Linked DNA regions of Danio rerio: region 1 is linked to region 2. The links are chromatin contacts, called in public Hi-C maps. All regions are on one chromosome and are shown on one strand. The core of a region is the stretch at or near the end of the contact, and the rest is flanking DNA. Distances in the headings are between cores, read along the strand shown. Region 1 overlaps zgc:153372. Region 2 holds the start of si:ch211-207n23.2.

Region 1 (4,950 bases), core at 267-2,766, 210 kb after region 2:
CAGCAAAAATCAAGACTCATCAGATCAGGCAACATTTTTCCAATCTTCTATCTTCCAATTTTAGTGAGCCTGTGAGAACTGTAGCCTCAGTTTGCTGTTCTTAGCTGATAGGCACCTGGTGTGATCTTCTGCTGCTGTAGCCCATCTACTTTAAGGATGGACGTGTTGTGCATTCAGACATGCTCTTCTGCATACCTCGGTTGTAACGAGTGGTTATTTGAGTTAATGATGAATTTCTGCAGTTGGTCAGGTTTACCTAATAAAGTGGCTGGTGAGTGTATACAACAGAACAAAAAATACTTTAAGTCAATTATGGGTAAACTTTGCAATTAATCTAAAAGTCACGTGGTCAACTCTGATCCCCACTTGACAGTGCACATACTGTGATTTAATTCACCAGCATGGACCATGGCACTTTGAGCTAGACTTTATGATAGGGATGGTAAGAGAACAGTGGGATGAAGGGGAAGGTAAGTAAAAGGATAAATAGTAAACAGGTAGGTAGGTTGATCAGGCATCCTACAATGATGCCTAGAGACTTGGAGTGGAGGTACCGTCTCTGTAATATTTTGGTAGAGTGGTTGGACCCTCCGGTTTAACCTAGGAGGGAAGAGAGGGTTATAAAGATTGTTAATGGAAAGCAAGGAAATAGAGGGAGGGAGGGTGGGTTTGATAGAACGAGAAGAACAGTGCTAGAGGGCTGGTCTCCATTAAGTAAGTTTTAGGGAGTAGGTGATTGGTTAAGGAGACAAAGTGAGGTGTGGTTTCACTGCTGAACCTTGGTTAACAAGTTAACTCCATGTAAAATAATTGATGTTTAAAGTCTTAAACAATATCTACAAACTGAATCACCATTGTTAATGGTTTACATTGATTTACCACCCAAAATAGTAATTATATGAGTCATGAATTGAGTGTAATTTCTATAGTGCATAGCTGGCATGATCTTCAGCCAATTGAAGTGATGGACTAAATATGTACTGTACACCCACTGAGGTCAAGGAAGGCCTCGTAGCGACAGATATTGCTTGAGGGCGAAGCTATTGTCTCCATTTGCTAAATGAGAGTCAAATAAGGACACGGCAACTGCTTGCGCTTTTCCATCCAACTTTTCCCTTTTCCTCCATCACACTCACGCGTATTTGCAAGCACACACGTGGGGGGGTAATCAGACTTGGCTGATGTCTGGCTTTTTCAGACACTGCGGCAGGCGTCCAGACAGTCACCTGAAAAAATAAAAAAACGCACTCCATCTTTGAAAGCGCTGCCTTTCGCCATTGCTTTCAGTACTCTGCATATAGATTACAACATTTTCATTTCATTTTCTCATTTCAATTTCTCGAAATGAGGGGCAAATCAATATTTTATGATTTTTTCTCCCCCTCATTTTAACCATGCACTCTCAGTCAGCCATTAGCGCCTGTGTGTTACTCACTTTTAGTGTCGTCATTCGGATAGAGTCTGTAAATGATGCAAATGATATTCCGGCTTCAGGTCTGCTATTGTCCCCCTTCAGCTTTCTCCTTGGCGCCCTCTACTGCATTGCTTTGTAGGGGTTGCCATGGCGACCCAATCCCTGCGCACCCATATTTCAGTACGCAAGCGACGACGAGGTGCACCGTGGAGTTATTTGTATCACCACCAACCAAGGTGACTTTCTCTCAGCACTCTGTTCCCTCGAAAGTCTGCAACCCTCATGCTGGTCAGGCCAGCTTGAGATACTGAGCAGACAGGATATGCACAACCAATATGTGATTTGAATGCATGATATACTGTTATTAAGTTTGTCTGCACTTTCTCAGCGCCTAGAATACATTTTGCTATTATTTTTCGAGTGGAACATATTAAGGGTTTCAATCACAAAAGATATATAGAGGACTTTACAGAACATTAGCTCAAAGTCATATTTGATGTTTTATTTGAAGGATAATGTCATTTTTCTATATGGTAACCGGCTGATTAATCTACAGACATTTACCAGCATTATTATGTGCCTGATTAACATAAGTAATCATTTTAAAGTTAATAATGAGCTTTTTTGCATCTGTATGGACACTACCGTTTGTAATTTGAATGCTTAAAATCCTTTTATTTAGTTTGTCTGGACTTTCTTAGCCACCAGGACACCTTATGGTGTTATTTTTTTGTTCAATTGTTCATATTTTAATGAAATAGAGCCTATAGATTTATAGATATGGACCTATATAGATATAAGACCTATAGATATGGATTTTACAAGACATTAGCACAAGGCTGTATTTGCTGTTTAAGCTGAAGCATGACGTCAGTGCAAAACATGCTTTATATATCATCCGGTCTAGTTAATTATCACAAGTAGGCATGAGTCAATAACCGGTTTCAAGATTTACCACAATTTGGAAAAGTTAAGGTTTTAAAATAGCAAAAAAATTTCTGTTATACCGTTCCTAAGTTATATGTAAGGTTTTTTAAATGTGTTTTTGAAGTTTTGTAAACAAATCTGTGCTTTTGAAACTAATGATGATAGCAGATGTCATTTATTTATTTTAATTATTTAGTTGGACAAGTTTACTTTTCTAAAATATTGTAAATGTTTTCAAAAATCAAATATATTGTGTCTGTTCAATGGGGAAAAATGTTGTTTTTATAAAAAAAAAAAAACTTATTTTAGATAAGTAATCACAACACTGTGATACTGTAAAACCGTGATAGTTTTTATCCAAGGTTATCATACCATCAGAAACTTATACATAATGATGTCTAATCACAAGACATAGTAAATAAAGGATTTTACAGGATATTAGCTCAAAATATGTAAAATATGCTTCATATATCGACCAGGCTGGTTAATCTACAGACAATTAAAAATTTACCAGCATTATTCTGTGCCTGATTAACAGAAGTGATCATTTTAAAAGTTAATAATGAGCTTTTTTGCACAGACACAATGTTTATTGACACTGTTTGTGATTTGAATGCTTGATATCCTATTCTCAGCCACCAGGACACCTTTCGGTGTTATTGTTTTAACTGTTTTTTTGTTCAATTGTATGTATTTAGGATTTCAAATAGAGCCTATAGAGGATTTTACAAGACATTAGCAAGAGGCTGTATTTGCTGTTTTAGCTAAAGCATGACGTCATGTCAGTGTAAAATATGCTTTATATATCATCCAACCCAGGTAATCTACAAGGTTTTTTTAATCATACTAAATAGAGGATTTTACAAGACATTAGCGCAAAGTTGTAGTTGCTGTTTTAGTTGAAGGACTATGTCATATCAGTGTAAAATATGCTTTATATATTAATCAGTCTACAGACATTTAAAAATTTATATATTTAATATATTAATATATATATAATTAACAGAAGTGATTATTTTAAAGTTAATAATGAGGATTTTTAGGACTTTCTCAGCCACCAGGACACATTTTGCTGTTATGGTTTTCCAGTATTTTTGTTCAGTTGTACATATTTAGAATATGTAGCTAAGGCTGTATTTGCTGTTTTGGGTGAAGCATAATGTCATATTAGTGTAAAATAAGCTTTATATATATGGCTGCACGATTAATCAAAAAAGATTTTCTACAATTCAGCCAATTACATTTTCAAAGTCAGAAGAGAAGCGTAAAGGCGGTCTTCACATTGTTTTATATACACTGCTCAGCAATGTGGACACTTCCAAATGGTGTTAAAAGTGTCACATACTGTATTTAAATATAAAGAATAGTTCATTTAAAAATGTCATTTCTGTCTGAATGTAATGGCGTATTCATGGCCATAAAATCACACGTGAGCTGACTGTTTGTTTACTGAGAGGACGTGCCCATGACCGCTGTCTACTTTAGAAAACAGAGTCTGCATAGGCTATGAATAATCAGGATAAACAGGAAGTATGATTTGCATGTATGTTTTTTTTTCTTAAAGTTACGGCAGTTGGCAGCCATGACGTGAGCGCACATCATTTAAAAGATCATTCCGCATTTTAGAGTTATGATCACGACAAGCGCTTGATATGTTTTTTCTTTCATATCGAACACAAAGTGTTGTGCATGAAAATGAACGTTTACTGCATCAGTATATGTACTCTAGTTTAATATAATTGATAAGGGAATCTGATAATGACAAATGTCCGATTTTACCAGTGAAAAAAATGGTTTAATAATGTTATCAATGACAAATTTTTAGAATTTTTAGAATTTACTATTATCATGTGCCTGATTAACAGAAGGGGTCATTATGCAATTTTGTATTTTAAAAGTAATTGCCAACACAATGTGCATGGACGCTATGTGATTTGAAGGTATGATATCCTATTATTAACTTTGTCTGCCTTTTCTAAGCCACCAGGGCACATTTTGCAGACATGTTTTTTTTTTACAATTCAGGAAAACCTCACTATCAAGCTTTAACTTCACAGTAATTGTAGGGGTAATTTCATGGAATGTTTAGCATCATTTTTTTTAAACGGCACATACTGTGCCTCATATGGAAATGTAACCGTTATTTATGGCCGATATGTTGGTTTACCGCAGATGATCCCGAGTGCCAAACTCTAAAACCTTCCCATAAGATGGTAAATGTGTGGTTTCAGCTCAAATTGAAATATGTCTGTTTTTGAAATGATGTATATGTGTGATTGTTCCTGAAACTGTGCTGTGTGTTTCATTTGCAGGCAACCTGGCGGTGTTTAAGTGAAGCTCCTCAGATTTAGCACATCGTCACACAGATGAGCTGAGAGGTCAATGAGTTCCTGGGCTGCCAGAGAGACTGCCAAGTACATCCAGACACACTCTATTAAATGCATTATAAAACTGTTGAAACTCTCCCTGTCTCTTTTCTCCCTCTTCTTCTCTCGCTTTCACTGTTGCATAAAGCTAAATACAAAAGAAATGCACTTTTGTTTCAAGATTCTTTTTGTTTTTTTTACTTTAACCAGTCTTTCATCAATAAAAGAATAAAACAAACGGGA
Region 2 (4,983 bases), core at 2,194-4,693:
TAATAATAATAATAATAATAATAATAATAATGATAATAATAATAATAATAATATGAAGAATAAGAATAACAATAAGTTTAGAAGTTATCTAAATATAAGTTTAAAAAGTATATCTTCAAACTATTGTTCACTAAAACATGTTATAAATTAACATTTTTATACATTTTATCAACAACACTTTATGTAAAATGCACCGAGCAACTCATTGACATTCATAGAGTTAAGCTTGTTTGCAAACAAGCTGGTAATTATGCTTTAAATCAACCTTAATCAGCATTTGATATTCATATACATATATTTTTTTGCATCTCATGGGAGATATGCATATCAAAGCCACATTAATGCCTGGAGTGCATGTTTAGCTTCCAGTTTTCTCATCTGTTAAAAGCAGCAGTTAATCCAGGCACATATGGCATCATAACATCTCTCCTGAATGACCTACATCTCTCTGACAACACTCCACTCTAAAACACACACATATACAGCATTTTACTGAGCAGATTTTATTTCATTCATAAACCAAATCATCATACAGAAATAAAACAGAAACCAGAATTTTTAGACATTCCTTTTAAGAAGTGTTAAGCAAATCATGTTGAGTCAGATGGAGAAGGGTCATTAGAAAAAAAGCCAATAAGTGACTTTTCCCCCCCTATAATGCTATTATAATGAACATTAGTGTCTGACTGGCAGGACAGGACTGGTGGTGTTGAGAGGTCAGTCACACAGATCAGAAGTGCAGCAGTAGACGTTCACTCCAGGCACACAGAACTCCTCACACGTGCGGGTGAACACAGAAGCTGTGGTTCAGAATATAACAAGAAAAATAGCTCAAAACCCAATTTAAAAAAATAAATACTTTTTTTTATTGGAAATGATTTAAAATTCTTTATTTTTTATTTCAGCTAATTGATTATTTTAAACTTTTAAATTGCAATTCTTGTTTGATTTGCCAAATAATTTTCATAACTTTTTTTATAATATTGAGTTTACATCTTGAAGTGTCATTTTAATGACCCACAATTTAGTTTTTAATCTCACAATTCGTTTACTTTGTATTTCACAATTCTGGCTTTATATCTCACAAATCAAAGTTTGCATTTTGTAGTACAGAGTTTGTATCTCATAATGTATTTGTATCTCATATGTTACATTATATAATCTCCTAATTTGAAGTTTGTACATCACAATTTTAAGTTTATATCTGATAATTCAGAGTTTCTCTAAAATATTGTGTTTATATCTTGCACTTCTGTTCATATCTGACAATTTTGAGTTTTTCTTGCAATTCTGAGTTTACATTTATACATCTACATCTATATTTAACAGTTCTGAGATTATGTCTAACAATTTCAAAAAAGTAGAGATCTCAAAATTTTAGTTTACATCTTGGAATTCAAAGTTTACGAAGATTAAAATCTCTCAGTTCTGAATTTATATTCCCCAGTTCTGAGTTTACATCACATTTCAGATTTTATATAGCAAATGTAAGATGGAAATCCCAATTTTGAGTAAAAAGAGTAGTAGAAATAAGCTTCCATGAAATGACTACAATGAAATAATAAATGACAAACAGAAATGTAATGAAAACAAGATATTAAACTAAAAATGTAGAAAGGTAACATAATTACCAGATGCTTAACTACAAATAAAATGAAAGAAAATATAATGAAATACAAATTCTTTTTAAATATTATCCTAAAATAAATAATAATAATAATAATAATAATAATAAACAATTTTGTTTTAAAATAATAAAGTAATAATTTTGTTGATACTTCTTGCTGTTCACTGTTGAATTGATCGCTTACCTGTTGAAACAGTCTTGCAGAAATTGCTTGAGGCTGGGCATTCAGTGGGGGTCTTGCAGTCCCCATCCACACATGTGTAGCATGTCAGCGAGTGCACTGATGAGAGATTACACACACATTACTTACTTTACTTTGTTATATTTCACATCAAATTTTTCAAACATTTTGGTACACTACATTTTGAAAAATGAGATCACATTTGCTTATTTGAGGTTTAAAAAACATTGACAGACAGACAGACAGACAGACAGACAGACAGATAGATGGACAAAGAAAAGTCTGTAAATTAGCAGTTTTTTTGCATTTTGTGATTTCATGTTTTTATATTTTTTATTTTCCCCATTATTTATGCTTCTGAATTAGAGTATGAAACCTTAATCTTTCTTTTAACAAATTTTAACCTTAACAGGTTGGAAAAAAGGACTTTATCAACATTTTTTTGTGTAAAGCTGGGGTGCCCAATCCATTTCTTATGAAGGGCCAAAAACTAAACTTGATTGAGGGTGGTGGGCTGGAGGTAAATATACCAAACTGTGAAGTTGTCAATGTAATTTAGTAATTTATTATTATAATCTAATATATAATTTATTATATAATTTAATTAATACTATAACTTATTGCATTTAAAATATTTTAATTCTATTAATACTTATACATTTTTGTAATAAACATCTTGAAATAAAAACATGAACAATCTCAGTTTTACCACTAAAAAATACACTTTGCTTTGACTTGCTGATGTTTTCCACAATGTCCGCTCTCAATCAAGTGGCTGTATTCAATTATTATTATGATTATTATTTTTAAGAATCTGATTAATTCACAACATTAATTAAAACATTTCATTTAAAATTATTGTCTGGGTTGGTGTTGTATATTACGCAACAAAAACCTTGTGATAAGCTGCCAGTATCTTCTGTTATTTTACAGATTTATTTCTCTTGATATTTTTTCTTAAACATTATATTATTTCAAACTACTAAAATGTCAATAAAAGTCACTTTGTTAAACTGTACAGTTGAATTCGTAACATCGGCAGAGCCGATATTGACATCCCATAATGCAATTCATGACCATAAATAAACAGAAAACACAAAATACGGAAACTGTTAATCAACAGATATTTTCAGATAGATAGATAGATAGATAGATAGATAGATAGGTAGGTAGATAGGTAGATAGATAGATAGATAGATAGATAGATAGATAGATAGATAGATAGATAGATAGATAGATAGATAGGTAGATAGGTAGATAGATAGATAGATAGATAGATAGATAGATAGATAGATAGATAGATAGATAGATAGATAGATAGATTTTCATCTGTACCTGAGGCACTGCAGAGGAGCACAACAATTAGAGCACACACTAGAGTCTTCATGATGGAAGCTGGTCTGGTCACGAAGAGGAACATAGTTCTTTATACTTACTTGGTTACACCTTTTACTAAAAACACATTCCTACTAAAGCATACAAGTAATGCTGCATGACAGGTTTCATGTACTGTAATTAGATACAGATCTTAGCTTAGTTCCCGTAGAAGGAAGTTAAATAATTTTTTTTTCAATTGTTAAATGTTTGAACCAAGATGCAAAGTTCAGTCATGTTCTTTTTTTTTCTTCTTCTCTATATCCTGTTTAACCTGTTTCCTGCCACCTATGATGTTTTGCTAATTTTAAAACTGAGATCACTATCTATTAACCAGCATTAGCATATTCAACCACAACGCACGACACTTACAGGAAATAACAATTTAATGTCACTTCTGTAAAATATCATAACAACTAACTTCCAAATCGTTTTGATTCTACTTAGATATTGCTTATTTGTACAATTCTTGAATTATTAAATGCCATTATTTTGTGAAATGGGTTTCTGAAGTGCAGAGCCCTTACATTTATATTCCTCCAGCATTGCTAACCCTGTCAGGTAGCGCAGAAAGCATCCAATTAATCTTCACACCAACAATCCTCTGGTGTTCCGCAGGGATCTGTACTTGGACCCTTTCTCATTCTACTAAATCACTCAGTTATTTCATAACCTCTCATGGCCTCTTACCTCTTATTAAAAATGCAAATCTCATCTCAAAGTTGAAATTACAGGCCAGCTGGCAAAATGATCTCTAATAGCATGTACCTCAGGGCCATGAAGCCAAGCGAATTCATTGCTTATTAGAGCTGAGGCACGGATGTGTCTTATGGGTAATCTGTCTGAAGATTACTATTTTATTGTTTTTAGGCTCTGGCATTTCTATAGAAGTTTTTGATTTATTGCTTCGAGTAGAGACATTAGAGGATCAAGAGATGCTCAGCTACTGAGTATAGTGAAGCTGACGGAATTTAAAGAATATTTTCCTCTCAAAAAAATAAAAAAATAAAAAAATAACAATATATCAGAAAAGTTTTTTCATAACTCTGCATGTATTTTTCAATATTGCTTAATACGGCCATTTAAAGCATTGTTAAAGCAAATATAAGTGTTTACACTTGTTATTTTGATGCACTTGCTATAATAATTGCTGTACATATTGTTATTAATGAGGAAAGCATTAAATATTTAATGAACTTGTAATTTAAATGTATTTGTTTTGTAAAGGACTATATATTATAACAGGGGTTCCCAAGGTTTTTAGCCTTCGACTCCCAAACAGTGGTGTAAATTAACAAATTACAAATACTCAAATTATTGTAATTGAGGAGTATTTATCAGGAATTGTAATTTACTAGTAGTTTTAAAAATGTGTAATTTTACTTTCCCTTCAGTACATTTTTAATGTTGTATCAATACTTTTACTCCACTATTTTCCTTCAACCTAGACACTTGATTTTTTTTTTTTTTTGATACCAGTCCACTCAAATAAAAAAATAAAAAATAAATTCAAGACATGTTTGGAAAGTGTCCAAAATCTTAACACACAATCCTCCTGTGACTGTTTAGCCTGCATGTCACTGATGGGAAGATAATGTCTATGTATAATGACTGAAATGCTCAAATGACCTTAAACAATCACTAAATGCACTACAGAATGTTACGTTTTCACCAAGCGGCAATCTCCCGCACTCCCTCATGAAGCAAATATGAAAGTAACTGAAACTGCAATTCTTCAAAATTCCAGGCTTCATAATAGAGCAAATTTCTATAGAGCCCAATGTTTCAATGGCTAACTTTG

Evidence for each region. A called contact is a pair of places that touch in the nucleus more often than the background predicts.
Region 1: a Hi-C map of embryo shows a contact between it and region 2, with 3 times the contacts expected there. The contact joins the enhancer-like site here to the promoter of si:ch211-207n23.2 in region 2. A contact is called at or near these places in 3 of 18 Hi-C or Micro-C datasets (caudal fin, embryo and an unstated tissue).

What each region holds. Positions count from the first base shown.
Region 1 is chr15:32,309,220-32,314,169 of GRCz12tu, forward strand. zgc:153372 reads left to right here. Exons shown (of 11, transcript NM_001076633.1): 11 at 4,654-4,797. LOC141377864 (a long non-coding RNA gene) reads right to left here. Exons shown (of 3, transcript XR_012390909.1): 3 at 3,869-4,950. Among named protein-coding and RNA genes, the nearest start is that of mir125c, 6.3 kb to the left of the region's middle. Within about 2 kb of position 1,517, at least 4 of the 62 cell types and tissues checked have an H3K27ac peak or open chromatin away from gene starts, as enhancers often do.
Region 2 is chr15:32,099,575-32,104,557 of GRCz12tu, forward strand. si:ch211-207n23.2 reads right to left here and starts at 3,444. Exons shown (of 3, transcript NM_001386226.1): 1 at 3,144-3,444; 2 at 1,812-1,907; 3 at 488-800. The coding sequence starts at 3,228. The coding sequence ends at 718.